2 separate regions of the Strix aluco genome follow, and region 1 is linked to region 2. Evidence: chromatin contacts called from public Hi-C data. All regions are on one chromosome and are shown on one strand. Each heading gives the region's core, a stretch centred on a gene start, on an enhancer-like site or on the middle of the called end of the contact. The rest is flanking DNA. Distances are from core to core; before and after follow the strand shown.

Evidence for each region. Hi-C and Micro-C count contacts between places; a contact is called where the count stands out from the background.
Region 1: a contact with region 2 is called in a Hi-C map of brain, with 5 times the contacts expected there. The contact joins the promoter of TBC1D22B here to the promoter of SRSF3 in region 2. A contact is called at or near these places in 2 of 2 Hi-C or Micro-C datasets (brain and heart).

What each region holds. Positions count from the first base shown.
Region 1 is chr25:3,901,618-3,904,317 of bStrAlu1.hap1, forward strand. It overlaps TBC1D22B (TBC1 domain family member 22B), which reads left to right and starts at 1,327. Exons shown (of 13, transcript XM_074850471.1): 1 at 1,327-1,548. The coding sequence starts at 1,493.
Region 2 is chr25:3,733,435-3,736,342 of bStrAlu1.hap1, forward strand. SRSF3 (serine and arginine rich splicing factor 3) reads left to right here and starts at 1,276. Exons shown (of 6, transcript XM_074850506.1): 1 at 1,276-1,405; 2 at 2,206-2,413. The coding sequence starts at 2,208.

The DNA of each region.
Region 1 (2,700 bases), core at 77-2,576, 170 kb after region 2:
GCAGAAATGCACCTGCTTTTTAATTTTTCATCCCTTTTTTGAGTGCTTCCGATCCTCCTGTTTCCTGAAAGGCTCTCCAAGCCTCTCCCTGAATGCTTGGCAGGAGCCATGATCCTGCCAAGCCGGGACCTGACCCTGAGGGGATGGCGAGAGCCACCCTGGCCAGGAGGCTGAGCTGGGGGTGATAATTATCCCTTTTCCGATGACCCCCAACACCTGAGACACCCTGAGGGACAGCCAGGTCCCCTCCTGCCATTGCCCTGCCCTTTGCAAACAGGGGAAGCTGAGGCATCTCGTGAGGAACTGACTCATGTGGGGCAAGGCCATGCCGGCGGCCTGACCGTGTGAGGAGGCTGCTAATTCAGCAGGGCCCATCGCACGTTTCCCTCAGGAGCAGGACGTCCCCATGTCCCCACAGCCCGGGGACTCTGGTGACAGCAGACCCTGTCCCTCTCTGCCCACACTCGGCGCCATTAAGGCCCAGTGGCTGCTGGCCACCCCTGTGGTGAGGTTTCTCCTCAGGGCATGAGATGGATGGCAGCGCCCTGCGGGCTGGCAGGGTCCCAGTCCCATGTCACCTGGGAAGTTTGTGGGGTTTTCTGACATCTGCGGGTTTTTTTTCCCAGTTTATCCCCATTTACTCCGGAGGTGACTGCTTGTGCCTCATGGCTTGCCCCATAATGGCGGCTCCTCCCTCCCCCTCGTTGTCGTTATGAGGGGACATTTTGGCACCGGGGCTTGGCTGGGGGCTGGAAATGGCCCCAAATGGCTTTGAATCCTTGAGGGGACCATGACAGCTGCGGGTGCCAGTGAAGCCACCCCGGGGTGCCAGAGGGACCCATCTGGGTCCCGTCTCCCCTCAGTGCTGTCCCCCCCTCCCTGCCCCGCGCCCGGCTCTGTCCGCCCGCTCCCTCCTGTGGCCCTGCGGGTGGTTTAACCCGCTTCCTCCCGCCCTCTCCCGATGGTTTCGCCCAGGTGCTTGCTGGGCGTGTCTCCCCACCCCGCACCGTGAGCGGTCTCTCCCCTTCCGCAGGGCGGTTTAACCGGACCGGGCCTCCCCTCCTCAGGGTCCCCCCGGCCCAGGCAGGCACCGCCGCCTCAGCCCCGCTGTCGGCCCCGCTCCATGCGGGCTGCTCCCCCCGCCGAGGCGGGATGGGTTATTCCCTCCTCCCCCCCCTCAGATGGTCTCTCCCGCCTCACGCAGCCCCACCTCCAGCCCCGCAGACCCCGCCTCTTTTCGTGACGTCACTCCCTCCGCCCGCTCGCCATTGGCCGATCCACAGCGCCTTGCTCGACAACGGCCAATGGCGGCGCTCTCTGCGCCCGGATCCAAGATGGCGCTGCCGGGGGCTGCGGGCGGGTGGCGGTGAGGCGGCCTGCGGGGGCCACCACCTTCCTCCGCGTTCCGCCGCTGCGCCGCGGGGCCGGCCGGCCGGTGGGCTCGCTCGCTCGCTGGCTGGCCGGCCGGCCGGGCCCGCCCCTCCTTTCCGCCATGGCGGCCGAGAGCGGCAGGCAGTTCTGGAAGCGGAGCGCCAAGCTGCCGGGCAGGTGAGCGCGGGCCCGGCCCGGCCCGGCCCGGCCCTACCCCCCCCACCCCTCCTCCGGGGAAGGGGTGCAAGGGCCGCAGCTCCCCTCCCCAGCTGGGGGGCGTTGGGTAGTGGAGCTGGAGCAGCCCCTCTGCCTCGGGAAGGGGCTGTCAGGAGCACCCTGCCTGGCTGTGGGGCTGGGGCGCCTGGGGTACCCCCTGCAAGGGTGGGGGGTACCAGGGGTATCCACCCCGGCTGTGGGCCGGGGGAGCTGGCCGGGGGCCCTGGGGTTCCCCTCTGTAATAAGGGGGATGCCAAGGGCACCCCGGGCTATGGGGCAGGGGAATTCTGCTGGAGGAAATGCTCTTGTATAAGACAAGGGTAGTGCCAGGATCGTCCCCTCATCTGTAGGGCAGGGCAGGCCCTGGGGGGGACCCCTGTGGGAAGCAGGGTGGAGGGGGTCAGGGCCTCGAAGGCCCCCCTGGGGTGGCCTCAGAGCCAGGGCTGTACTACCCTCCTTTCCACAGATACTGAAGAAAGCTCATCCCTTCCTGAAGCCCTTAGAGATGTCGCCTTGGGCGGCAGCAACTCTGTCCCAAACAGGTGCACGTGCCAACGCGTGTGCCCCCTCTGTTATCCTCTCTGCGGGGTGTCACTCCTGGTCCACCTCTACTCAATACGAGGGACTGTGGGGCGCCTCTGTGTACACCTCTCTCTGGCTATGATGTCCCTGTTCCTGTCAAGGCATCCGCACTCAGCCGGGGATGGGAGAAACAAGTGAAATGTCTGATTCAAGTGGTGTTTAGGAAGAAGAGGCTGGTGGTGATGAAGGAGATGCTCCCTACGAGGCCTCTGGAGCAAGGCTCCCATGGGGACAGGGCACTCACCTCTCTGGGGAGGCTTTCACAAGTGCTGTTCCTGTCTGGTGCTCCTCACAGTTGCTCTCATTTGCCTTATCTGAACCCTGCCCTTCCCCTCCTGGTGTGCGGACGCAGTCTGAAATGCTTAGTTGGCTCTAAATCCTGCTGGGCCAGTTAAATCTCTCTTTCTAATGTGCTTTCACTCGGTTCTTTGTCACTGCGCCGGCTCCCTCAGGTTGGTGGGACAATCCAGGCCCCTGGCAAGCAAAGGGAAAGCAACGAGCGCTACGTGTTCCTCCTCTTCTGCTCGTGGG
Region 2 (2,908 bases), core at 26-2,525:
CCTTTATGTTGCCTCAGGAAATTAACCGTCAACTAATTTAGATTACAGAATATTAGATTTCTTTAATTAAATGTGGGTGACTGTCAGATAACTGTACACATTATAAAGTTACTTTAGAGCATCAGTTACCTCAAAATCCTTTGTTTTTCTGTCCCTTGGCCAATTTTGACTCTCAGAAGGATTTTACTGAAAAGAGGTTTTTAAAAATAATGAGGGATGCTGCAAAAGATTTTGGAAAATTCTACTGGTTGTCATTAATTCCAATAATTTTTTTTTACATGCTGGTACAATTCTAGCAGACTGAGGATGCCCCATCCTCTGCATAGTTCCTGTTTGGAAAACACAGTACATGTGCATTAATTTGTACTGAAAACGCCTTATCACATATAATATTACTCAAAGTATTACTAATTATACTTGTACCAGATAAATTTGTCTTGTCTGGTCCGAGTCAAAAAGGTAAAGTCTGGATTGAACACAGCCCACAGATATGACTTTTGAAAGTTACTGCAGCAACAGCCCTGGGTGGGTTTCTCACATTATTTGATAACCTGAAACAAGAGGTTTGTTATCTAAGGCAATCCCTCTAGAGCAAGTTGTTTTTTGAACTGATATGTCCTAGCTAAATGAATCAGAGTTTAGTAAAGTACGTCAACACCACTTAACAATGCCCTCTGTAACAAATTTATCGGTTTCAAATCCTCTTGTTTTCTTGAGCGCTGAAAAAAAAAATCACTTCCCTCTTTTGTGCCTCAGTAGGCAGAAGCCCGGGCATAAATTTTACCAAAAACTATTGAGTTAACACCGGTTTGCTCAACACATTTATTTAAAGCTACTGCCCATGGGGAGAAGTTATTATTAGCGAATCCTAGCTTTTATAGATGTAAAACACTAATGACAAGGGGACGATGCTTAAAAAACCCACGGCCTGAATGTACCCCACCGGGTCAGAGAGACACGAGAAATGAAAACCTTCTTTCTCTTTGTAGCCAGCAAAACAGCCTCCCTGGGTGTGTTGTCATTTCCTGATTTCCGAGACTTGAAGTCTCTCCTCGATAATCAGTTTCTAAAGCGAAATTTTGTGCGAGAGGAGGGGAAGGGCTCGGCCTGCGGAGCCGCCTCAGGACTCCCGCCGCTGGCGGGGAGGAGGAGCCCGCCCGCCGCCGTTCGGGGCCGCGCGGAGGCGGCGGGATGAGGCGAGCTGTCAATCAGAGGAACGGCGCCCTCTGATTTGCTGCCGCGTGGAGTCACGTGGGAGCAGACTGCCAGTATATAATGGCGGGCGGGGTAGGTACCCGCCGCCATTTTGTCCAGTGAAGAAAAGCGGAGCGGGAGTCTCGTTGAGGGTCGAGTCGGCTACGAATTTAGCGCGGGCTCCCTTCGCGCGCCCTCCCTCTTAGCATCGGTGAGGATCTTCACCTCGGAGGGCGGGGGGGAGGTGGCACCCGCGGTCTCGGTCCTCGGCAGGGCGGATGGAAGCGGCGGGGCCCGGTGGCGGCAAACAAAGAGCAGCCGCCATTTTGTAAAGCTGGGCCGCGGGCGGTGGCTGCCGCTGCGCTGAGGAAAGCCGGGCGGGGAGAAGGCGGGTAGGCCACGGGTTGCCTTAAAGAGCCCGCTCGCCGCCGTTTCTCTGCGGCTGTGGCCAGTGAGGCGAGTTACGGCTGGGCGGGGGGTGGTGCGGCGCCTTTCCCGCCCGCTCCGGGGGAGCGCCGCTTCTTCACGCCGCGTATGCGGCGCTGAGGAGACGCTAGGGAGGGATTCCCCGAGCGCTCCCGGCGTGGTCTCCGCCGGAGGTGGCGCTGCTTTTCCCCCCGGCCTGTGCAGTTTCCCCTGAGTCCCGCTCCGAGAACAATGGAGCCCCGCTCCGGCGCAGCGCTCCCCCTGCAGGCCCGGCCCCCGCAGCAGCCCAGGGGCAGAGGGGCGCAGAGAAACAGCCCCATGCAAAGTTGGGGGCCTTAAAAGTAAGCGAAATTCCCTGAAGCGGTGAATTTTAATCACGGTTACGAGATAGTAGATAGCTTTTCTGTTCGTTTTTAAAACACACTCTTCCACACCCTCCACCCCTTCCACACAGGTAAATGTTTATCATGTCAGATCATATCACTGTTGTCGTTTCTGGGAAAAGGAACCAACAGAATTGCTTCCTTTGTAAATGAATAAACACTTGCTGTCTGTTAAGTATACATGAGCTTTTTTTTGTCCTAGCAATGCATCGTGACTCTTGTCCGCTGGACTGCAAGGTTTATGTGGGTAACCTTGGAAACAATGGCAACAAAACTGAATTAGAGCGAGCTTTTGGCTACTACGGACCACTGCGCAGCGTATGGGTGGCAAGAAATCCTCCTGGTTTTGCCTTTGTGGAATTTGAAGATCCACGAGATGCAGCTGATGCAGTAAGAGAACTAGATGGAAGGTAAAACGTGCTTCTTGTGTGTTTGGCTTGCCTGGTGAAAATAAGAGAAATTGTGGGTAGTGGTATAGTTTAAATTGGGAAGCTTCAACTGGCAAAACCATGGACTTGACACATTTGTTACACAATACTTATTTGTATGGTGATATAAGGCCTTAATAGTACAGGAATAGCACTGGGACAGTTAATTTTACAATTTAGAGTTGGACTCCCAAGTTAGTCATGACTTGGACCCCTTGGTGCGTATTAGTTAAATTCAAGATGGTGTTACTATAAAGAGGAGAGAGACACTCCTTGGTTCCTTCTCTGCTCGCTTTAATAGCTTGGCAAGCTTTCAGAAGCGGCCAAACCTTTTGTCTGTCCTGCTGGAGTCTGCTTTTGTCGACTGAATACCGTGTACTTTAATGTGTTTAGCTAGAATGTTTTTCCCCCTTGTTGCCTCTTCCTTTTCACCCTTGATTCCGTAGGCTTTCTTCTGCACGCAGCCTTTCCCGGGAA